Regions from separate parts of the Sus scrofa genome. Here all the other regions are linked to region 2. Evidence: chromatin contacts called from public HiChIP or PLAC-seq data. All regions are on one chromosome and are shown on one strand. The core of a region is the stretch at or near the end of the contact, and the rest is flanking DNA. Distances in the headings are between cores, read along the strand shown.

The links. HiChIP or PLAC-seq counts read pairs in DNA pulled down with a chosen protein or histone mark.
Region 1: an H3K27ac HiChIP or PLAC-seq map of alveolar macrophages shows a contact between it and region 2. The contact joins two enhancer-like sites. A contact is called at or near these places in 1 of 5 promoter capture datasets (liver), 4 of 47 Hi-C or Micro-C datasets (liver and skeletal muscle) and 1 of 2 datasets of contacts at active chromatin or transcription factors (alveolar macrophages).
Region 3: a contact with region 2 is called in an H3K27ac HiChIP or PLAC-seq map of alveolar macrophages. The contact joins two enhancer-like sites. A contact is called at or near these places in 1 of 47 Hi-C or Micro-C datasets (brain) and 1 of 2 datasets of contacts at active chromatin or transcription factors (alveolar macrophages).

Annotation. Positions count from the first base shown.
Region 1 is chr7:33,926,611-33,929,310 of Sscrofa11.1, reverse strand. All of the region lies in intron 6 of BTBD9 (BTB domain containing 9), which reads left to right. Among named protein-coding and RNA genes, the nearest start is that of BTBD9, 190 kb to the left of the region's middle. Within about 2 kb of position 1,395, at least 1 of the 83 cell types and tissues checked has an H3K27ac peak or open chromatin away from gene starts, as enhancers often do. A contact at or near this core is called in alveolar macrophages, where this site is marked.
Region 2 is chr7:34,004,257-34,007,041 of Sscrofa11.1, reverse strand. All of the region lies in intron 6 of BTBD9 (BTB domain containing 9), which reads left to right. Among named protein-coding and RNA genes, the nearest start is that of BTBD9, 120 kb to the left of the region's middle. Within about 2 kb of position 1,316, at least 4 of the 83 cell types and tissues checked have an H3K27ac peak or open chromatin away from gene starts, as enhancers often do. A contact at or near this core is called in alveolar macrophages, where this site is marked.
Region 3 is chr7:33,908,632-33,911,620 of Sscrofa11.1, reverse strand. The region is part of intron 6 of BTBD9 (BTB domain containing 9); the gene reads left to right. Among named protein-coding and RNA genes, the nearest start is that of BTBD9, 210 kb to the left of the region's middle. Within about 2 kb of position 1,305, at least 2 of the 83 cell types and tissues checked have an H3K27ac peak or open chromatin away from gene starts, as enhancers often do. A contact at or near this core is called in alveolar macrophages, where this site is marked.

The sequences.
Region 1 (2,700 bases), core at 146-2,645, 78 kb after region 2:
TGGGAGCATTGAGTTGTTAATTTCTGTCTTAAGTATTTGGGGTTTAGAGTGCCTGTGAAACCTTCCAGGGGAAGTGTTCAGTAGGCAGTTGGAAGTGTGGGTGTGGGTCTGAAGCTTCTTAGTGTAAGGTTAGTAGCTGAAGTAATGATTACAAATGAGGTTGCCTAGGATGGGTGTACAGAGTAAAAACAAGAGGAGGCCAGGTGGAACTCTTGGAGAACACCTGTGTTTAGGGAACAAAATAAAGGAAAAGGATCATACATCAAAGAGTAAGATACTGACAACAAGCAAAGGAAGAGGCAGGAAGAATCAAAAGAAAGAATGGTGTCACAGAAGAATGCACAGCAGTCAGCTGGACTAAAAAATATCTGAACAGATCCAGTAGCCTGGTGGGGGCGGCAGGCCAGTGGCAGCACACTGAGGAATAAATGGGGAGAGGAAAAGTAGAGATTGATGTGAAAGAAAGGAAAGAGAAAGGGCAGTAGCCAGAGGGAGGATATAAGCTTGAGAAAAGGTTTTATAAAAAAAAAACAATGGTTGGGAAAAATGATGAACTCGAATCAGCAGGGCCTTGTGACTTGCATCCTCTATTATTCAAAGAATTAGTAAAATTTATTGGTAGAGCCACTATTAGCTATTATTTTTGAGATGCCATGGAGCACAAAAGATAGCTGTAAAAAAAAACCTAGGGAGTAGCTTCTGGATGACCCCAGTAATTACAGATGTCTTCCTATTCCAGATAGTGGGGAAGGTATTACAACATATCATCAAACAATCCACTTAAAATGAACACCTAGACAAATACCAGGCACTGAATAGCAATGACTATGTTTCTGAAATGACAAATTTTGACAGTTGTTGAGTCTCCTTCAGTGATAGGCCACGAATAAAAAGAGGAGTTAATAAATGTGATACCTAAACTTTGATGAAATTTGGAGGTATTCTGTACTGTATGAATGTTAAGTATGCTTATAGCTGGCCTCGTAGCTACCACAGTATTTGTCACTTTGTTAAGTTTATCTGTGAGCCAGGCATTGTGCAGAACACGACAGATACCTGGTTGTTCTATCTTCACAGCCACCCCATCAAGTAAATACTATATTATTATTCCCATTTTATAGATGGGGAGCTTCTTGAAATTCACACAGTGGGACAGAAAGACTGAATCAGGCATCAAGGAGTGGCTTCTACTCTGAACTCTGTTTAATTAAACAAAAGAAAAAAAAAAGTAGCTCTGTGACTGTGGGCAAGTTCCAGCATAGGATGGTGCACTGCTCTTTTTCTATGCTTTTTTTTTTTTTTTTTTCTAAAGAATGAAGCTTCTAGAATGCTTATAAAGGAAAATGACACATAAAACTAACATGTCACACTATCCACTAGTCACATCATATTCTCAGAAAATTATGTTCCTTTTTGATCTCTGTATTTTGACAAGTGATGAGTAATTGCTGGTCTGGAGAACAACCCAGATGATTAATTCTTTAAAAAATAAGCCCTCTGAAAAATCTAAAATAAAGCTTGCAGACTGGAGGTCTGAACAGTGGCATTTTTGCATGGCCTGTACATTGTAAAGGCATCGTAATTGAATTTTTGCTCTTAAAAATTGGGGAATTTCCCATAAAAATCCCTATCACCAGCTGCTCTTGACAAACAGGAAGGAAGCCCTGTCCACACCCGATCCACGTTTACCCTTGGCTACAGTGAGTATAAGTGTGTGTTGTCCGTATGCCCTCTCCTCCACCCAGGCCACCACGTGGTTGGGTAGGAGTCTAACTTCGAGAAAGAAAGCTTTTTAAAAGAGGGCTATTTCCTCCAGCTGTTTAAGAGTTTGGTGGAGTTCCCATCGTGGCTCAGTGGTTGATGAATCTGACTAGCATCCATGAGGACACAGGTTCGATCCCTGGCCTTGCTCAGTGGGTTGGGAATCTGGCATTGCTGTGGCTGTGGTGTAGGCCAGCAGCTGCAGCTCCACTTCAGCCCCTAGCCTGGGAACCTCCATAAGCCACGAGTGCGGCCCTAAAAAGCAAAAAAATAAATAAATAAATAAGAGTTTGGTAGCAATAAATGATTTCCCAAGGGCTAGGTGGTTGGTAGCAGGGCCATGCATTGAGCAACCCCAATGGGAGCTACTTTGTGTAGCCCATGGGAAATATACAGCCATGTGCAGTGGCTGGACTGGGAATTTCTAAGGCAATTGACAAAATTTCCAACTGTGAAATTTTTTTTTTTTTTGTCTTTTTTTTTTTTGCTATTTCTTTGGGCCGCTCCCGCGGCATATGGAGGTTCCCAGGCTAGGGGTCTAATCGGAGCTGTAGCCGCCAGCCTACGCCAGAGCCACAGCAACGCAGGATCCAAGCCGCATCTGCGACCTACACCACAGCTCACGGCAACGCCGGATCCTTAACCCACTGAGCAGGGGCAGGGATCGAACCCGCAACCTCATGGTTCCTAGTCGGATTCGTTAACCACTGCGCCACGACGGGAACTCCGCAACTGTGAAATTTTTTATGTAACCCAAATGACTGCTTGTCCTGTAATACCTGTCACATGGTAGCAAGATCTCATCCTCTCCATCAAATGTCCCCTCAAAGCAGTGTTTACCTGCAACACATGCGTGGCATGTTTCCCCAGAACCTTGCCAAGAGCATGCTTTTCAAACTTTTGGAAATCTGGTGGATGAGAGATCTTTATTTTTCTTAT
Region 2 (2,785 bases), core at 67-2,566:
GCCCCTCCTCTCTGCTGTCCCAGCCACCTCCAGATCTGCCTGCAAGGTCACACTGGGTTTTGTGGACTCATCCATATGACTCCCTATCTCCTGATCTGGTTCCAGTCCTCCTAGACCTAGGGAGAAGATGGGAAATAGGTCTTCCGCGTTCTTGCAGGGGTAGGAATGGCGTTCTTGAGGATCTCTAGAGGCAGGCACTGGGCTGAGGATTCTGCTTGCCTAGTTATACCGAATCCTCAGAAGGTTCCCACGAGGTGGGAACAATTATCTCTATTTTGTAGATGAACAAACGAAGGCACAGAGATGTTGTTTGCACCACGGTCTGTGGTGGTGGAGTCAAAATCCAAAGTCATATCTCTTTACATTGAGCTGCTTTTGTTGTTTCCAATGAAATGCACGATCCTTTCAAAAACATGTTCAAACTTTTCTCATCTTTGGGTAGGCAAAAGAAAAAAAAATTAATGAGACGATCATTATTATTTTGAAAATAACTACCTTATTCTGCCTAGCAACTATTTGCTGTAGGGTCTGGGGCAGTACTTTCATACCATGCAGTTGCCACCATAGAAAAACCAAGAGTATTATAATAATTTAATTCATGTTTTAGGTTATTATAAATAGAATTATAATCTCTTTTCATATAAGAAATACGTATATTTTTAAGAATGGAAGCACTATAGATTGGCCTAAGGGAGCTTTTTAAATAACCTGTAAGGGTAAATTTCTTTTCCAGTTTCTTCAGAATAATATTTGGAGCCCTTAAATTTGGATCTATTCTAATAAGAGTTATAATGATGAAAAAGGTATGTAAATACAATGAACCTTCTATAGTTACTTAAAAACAGAGATGTTCACATATATACAAAAATGAGTAAAAGGCATCTCTGTAATTTTGAACTTTCCTTATGTACTTATTGTCTTGTATAACAAGCAAAAGAGATGTTTACAATCTCACACTCTAGATAGAGCTTAAATTTTAACATGTAAAAATTAATACCATCTCCCATTATTCTAAGTTTATAGAAAACAGTGTACTCATCATTGAAACTGTGTATGTCAGTGTAAGGATTTGCTTTGATTTTTTTTTTTTTTTTTAATCTCCAGAACACTTCTCAGGAACAAATTAGATTTAAATTTGAAGAAAAAAAAAAAAGCTTTGAATTTGGTGAAGGAAATCTGTCAATGGAAAGATGGTCAGGTGTTGAAAATATGTGCTGTGATTAAACAATTGTCTTAAAACAACAATGACTAAGGTGTATTATCACCATTCAAAATGGAACAAAATTGGCTACTGAACTTTGGCCTTTAGAAATTGTATCTTGAGCCTCTGACCACTGGAGGGCGCTATGTTACTGCAAACCACTCACTAAAGTCAGAAGTCGTCAAATCTCTTCATTTGTTCTTACTAAAAAGATAAAGGATTTATATTCTTGTAATGCCAAATCAGTTCATACTTAACATTCAGCCTTTAGCTGTAGAAACTTGTTTGAATGACAGTAATGGCTTCATTTCAAGTTATTTAAATGTTTAATGCTTGTAATTTACTCAAATGTGTATAATCCTTTATTTAACTTGATGAAAATGATGTACTGTTAACATTGTTTTTAGCATTAATTAATGTGACTAATTGAAGTTTGAAACACTAAAACCAATTTCCCTGTTGTGTTGCGTCATCAGACTGTAGAGAAGTTTCCCTCTGGCCTGGTCTGATCTCTCTTCTGTCCCCCCTCAGCCCTGCTTGGTGCCCCCCTACATGTTTTACCCTCCCTGCTATTTCTGTAGCTAATTTGATTTCAGTATACCCACTGCTACGGTTGGTAGCAAAACTGATGAACTGTAGCTCGTTTCTCCTCTGAAAACTTTGCAATGCATTATGATAGGAGCTTCCTAGCATTACTTTATTGTTCCAGAAATGAATGTAGTGATGATTAACATCACTAAATCACTATAAGCACTTAAGCAGAGGGAGAAAAATGGAAGTAGGTGTTGACGTCCCTAGTCCTGGCAGTTGGTGAAAACTCATTTTCAGCAGGAAATGGTGGAACCTCAGTATTCTTACCTGAAGACCCATCAGCACAGCTTTCATTGCCACTGACTCTCAGTAATAATGAAAAACAAAACCAAAGCCCCTGCTGTTTTCAAAGCTTTAGTCTGGTCTTGGAAATCAGAGGAGTATAAGTCAAAACCAGGTAACACCTTTCTGGCAGCTTGCTTGTACTGCTGTGATGTGTTACAGTAAAACGGCCCATTACAGTTCTCTGTTTGTAGGCATAAATAATTCTTTCTTGTTAAACATTGCTCTTCCAGGGTGCCAGAGGAAGGAGCAATTTTACCCACTGTAATTGTGATACATGTCATGTATTCAAAGTAATTGTTAGGTCACTGCATACTTTGTTGTTATTCTAAACGCTACAGAAGTTTTCTCTATAACCTGGACAGTTTTCAAAGGGTTAAAAATGCAGGAGTATCTCATTCTTTTTAGGTTAAATCTTTGATGTGTATTGTCTTGGGGAAAAAATGTTGTCTTGGTTTTAAAAAACACCTATAAACAGAATTGCTCAACTCCTCCTATTTATGTAATCATGTAATCCTTTATAATAGTGGCACTATTTTATTTTGTATATGAAATCTTAAATTGAAAGCTTAAATTTAATTCCATAATCAAAATGCACATTGGCTCTGGTTTGTTTACTAACCATTTTAACAAGAATTCGTATGGTATTTCTTGACACTGTAATTTTCCTTATAATTTTAAACATTATGTATTTTATAAATATACATATAT
Region 3 (2,989 bases), core at 56-2,555, 95 kb after region 2:
AAAAATAAAAATCATAGAAAAGATCAAAAGCTTGTCCAAAAACAAATAAATTAATTCAACATATAATCAATATTTGAAACTATTTATTATATTTTTAACCCTCTTTGAGGTTGGACATTCAAAAAGCTATACACAGTTAATACAACCTGGTAAGTTTGGAAGTTAAGTTTATATTGTATATGTATCTATGGAGTTCCTGTAATAGCTCAGTGGTCAACGAATCTGACTAGGAACCATGGGGTTGAGGGTTCAATCCCTGGCCTCGCTCAGTGGCTTAAGGATCCGGTGTTGCCATGAGCTGTGGTATAGGTTGCAGATGCAGCTTGGATCTGATATTGGTGTGTCTCTGGCGTAGGCCGGCAGCTACAGCTCTGATTGGATCCCTAGCTTGGGAACCTCCATGTGCCGTGGGTGTGGCCCTAGAAAAGATTTAAAAAAAAAAAATAGTATATGTATCTATGACATGAAAATCTATGCCGTAAACATATACATCTCCTCCAAAACTTTCCTACTTATTCTCTATTTATTATTGTTGTTGTTACTGATATGGTAATGATAATGGTAAGAACACCTAACATAAGATCTACTCTTTCTAGCAAATATTTAAGTATAGCAAATACAGTATTATTAACTATAGGCACTGTGCTATATATATAGTAAATCTCTAGGTTTTATTTGTCTTATAAACCGAAACTTTGTACCCCTGACTACTACCATCCCATTTCCCCTCCTCCAGCCCCTGGCAACTACTGTTTTACTCTGTATGAGTCGGACTGTTTAGATTCTCCTATAATTTATATGATGTAGTATTGGTCCTTCTTAGCATAATGTCCTCCAAGTTCATCCATGTTATCACAAATGGCAGGATTCTCTTATATTTTAAGGTGGAGACTAAGATTTCATTGTTTATATATACCACATTTTCCAATTTAAAAATTATTAATTTTTTAAATACTAAGGCTTCAAAAATCGGAATTTTATACTTGCATCACATCTCAATTTGGCTTAGCTGCATGTCTCCCAACTTTGGCTAGTGGCTACTATATTCACCATCATAGCTATAAAATACAGAATCTGAAGCAAGGATTCAAGTGCTGACATTGTCTTTGGTAGGTTCCAGCCTGGAGTGATGAAGGTAAAGGTCAGATAAGGAGAAATGATGCAAGGCATTACCATGCTGGCCCCACCTCACAGCCACTGCAGAGACGCACAGGTCCTTCAGCAGACACAGTTCCCTCCCTCTTCTCTTTCCCATTGATCATGGGACTCCATGGGAAGCCGACTTCTCTGCACTTCCTCTAACCCTTTGACAACTGTTCAGAAAGCAGTGTGACATTTTATCCAAATCCACAAGTGGAAGGGTGACTCAGCATGGCTTAATGAGAAAGTTGGAGCTTGAAAGAATCTTTGAATCAACACCAAGTTTGTATCAATAACTGACTGAGCTTTTTGATATTGGTTTTCTCTCTCTCCAGTCCATTTTCCATACTGTAGCCAAATGTTCTTGCTAAACGCAAACCTACCTCTATCATTTTCCTATTTCAAAACCTCCAGTGACTCCCCATTGTTTTCAGGATAAAGTTCAACACCCATTTTGTTTAAAGTTGTACTCGATGTGGCCCCAACTACCTTTCTAGCCTCTGGCCTCAACTACCTCCCTCCCATCTTGAAAACTGTGTGTTCCTTACCTGTTGGGTAACAAACTATCTCAAACATTGTGACTTAACAATAAACATGTATTATCTCACAGTTGTTATAGGTTAGAAATTTGAAAGTAGCTTAACTGGATAGTTCCAGCTTGAGGTCTCCTACAGGATTTTAGTCAAGATGTCAGCAGGGCTGTAGTCATTTGAAGGCTTGACTAGGCTTAGGTAATTCACTTCTAAAGTGGCCACTTGCATGGCCAGCAAGTTGACACTGGCTATTAGCAGAGGCCTTCATTTCTCTCCTTATTGGCTTCTCTAGAGAACTGCCGGTGGCTGTCTTCCTGCCGAGAAAGTGGTCCAAGAGAGAGCAAAGTATAAGCCGTAATGTTTTCTTTCTCTTTAGCCTAGCCTCAAAAGTCACATATCCTCATTTCCATGCTACCCTATTGGTATGGGAGGGAACCACACAAGGATGTGAATAGCAGAAGACAACCACTGGGGCCATGTTGGAGGCTGGCTCCACACATCTATAGAATTTCCTTTAGCATGCCCTGACTTGCTCTGACTTACTGCTGGGCATTCTCACATATTATTCTCTCTTACTCGAAAGAGTTTTCTGTTTCTCTTCTCCTTGTTTGCCTTTCTAAATCTTATGCTACTTACTGTGAGAAGCATTCTCTTTGCCCGTATAATCCCTACCCTACCATCACCACCACTACCACCACCACCACCAAGGACACCCTTCTTCCATCCCATCAGAGTACCCTGTCCTGCTGCTACAGCGCCTATACGTTTTTTCGGAGTTGCCTGTTAACTGGCTTATCTCCCCCCTTAGAGTCTGAGTTCTCGAAGACGGAGACCATGTCTTTCTGTTCATTGCCACATCTCCAGTGCTCAGCACAACACTTGGCAACACATTGTAGGTTCACAGTAAATAGTCATTGGTTAGAAAGTTAAAGGAAGGGATGGGTGAATGATGGAGGGATGACCCAACAGACATCTGTCTCTTCTATTGGACTCTGAACTCTTGGAGAACAGTGCCCTGGTCTTTTCATTTCAATATCCCAGGGCATAACTTAGTGCTGAGGAGATAATAGGCCCTTAGTAAATGTCCCTTTCTCCTTCCTTCTCTTTTCCGCTATTCCTTTTAATGGAATAAAAATTTTGAGAGGATCATTATTTCTCCGCGTCTGTTATTAGTGGTAAATCTGATCATTTATAAAATATTTACCTTTTGATTATTTCTTTATTTCAAGTATTGCTGATATTCCCCTATAAGACAGCATTGTAATAAGATTTCAGATTGCTATTCATGTTTAATAACTATAGTGGTATTATTCAAG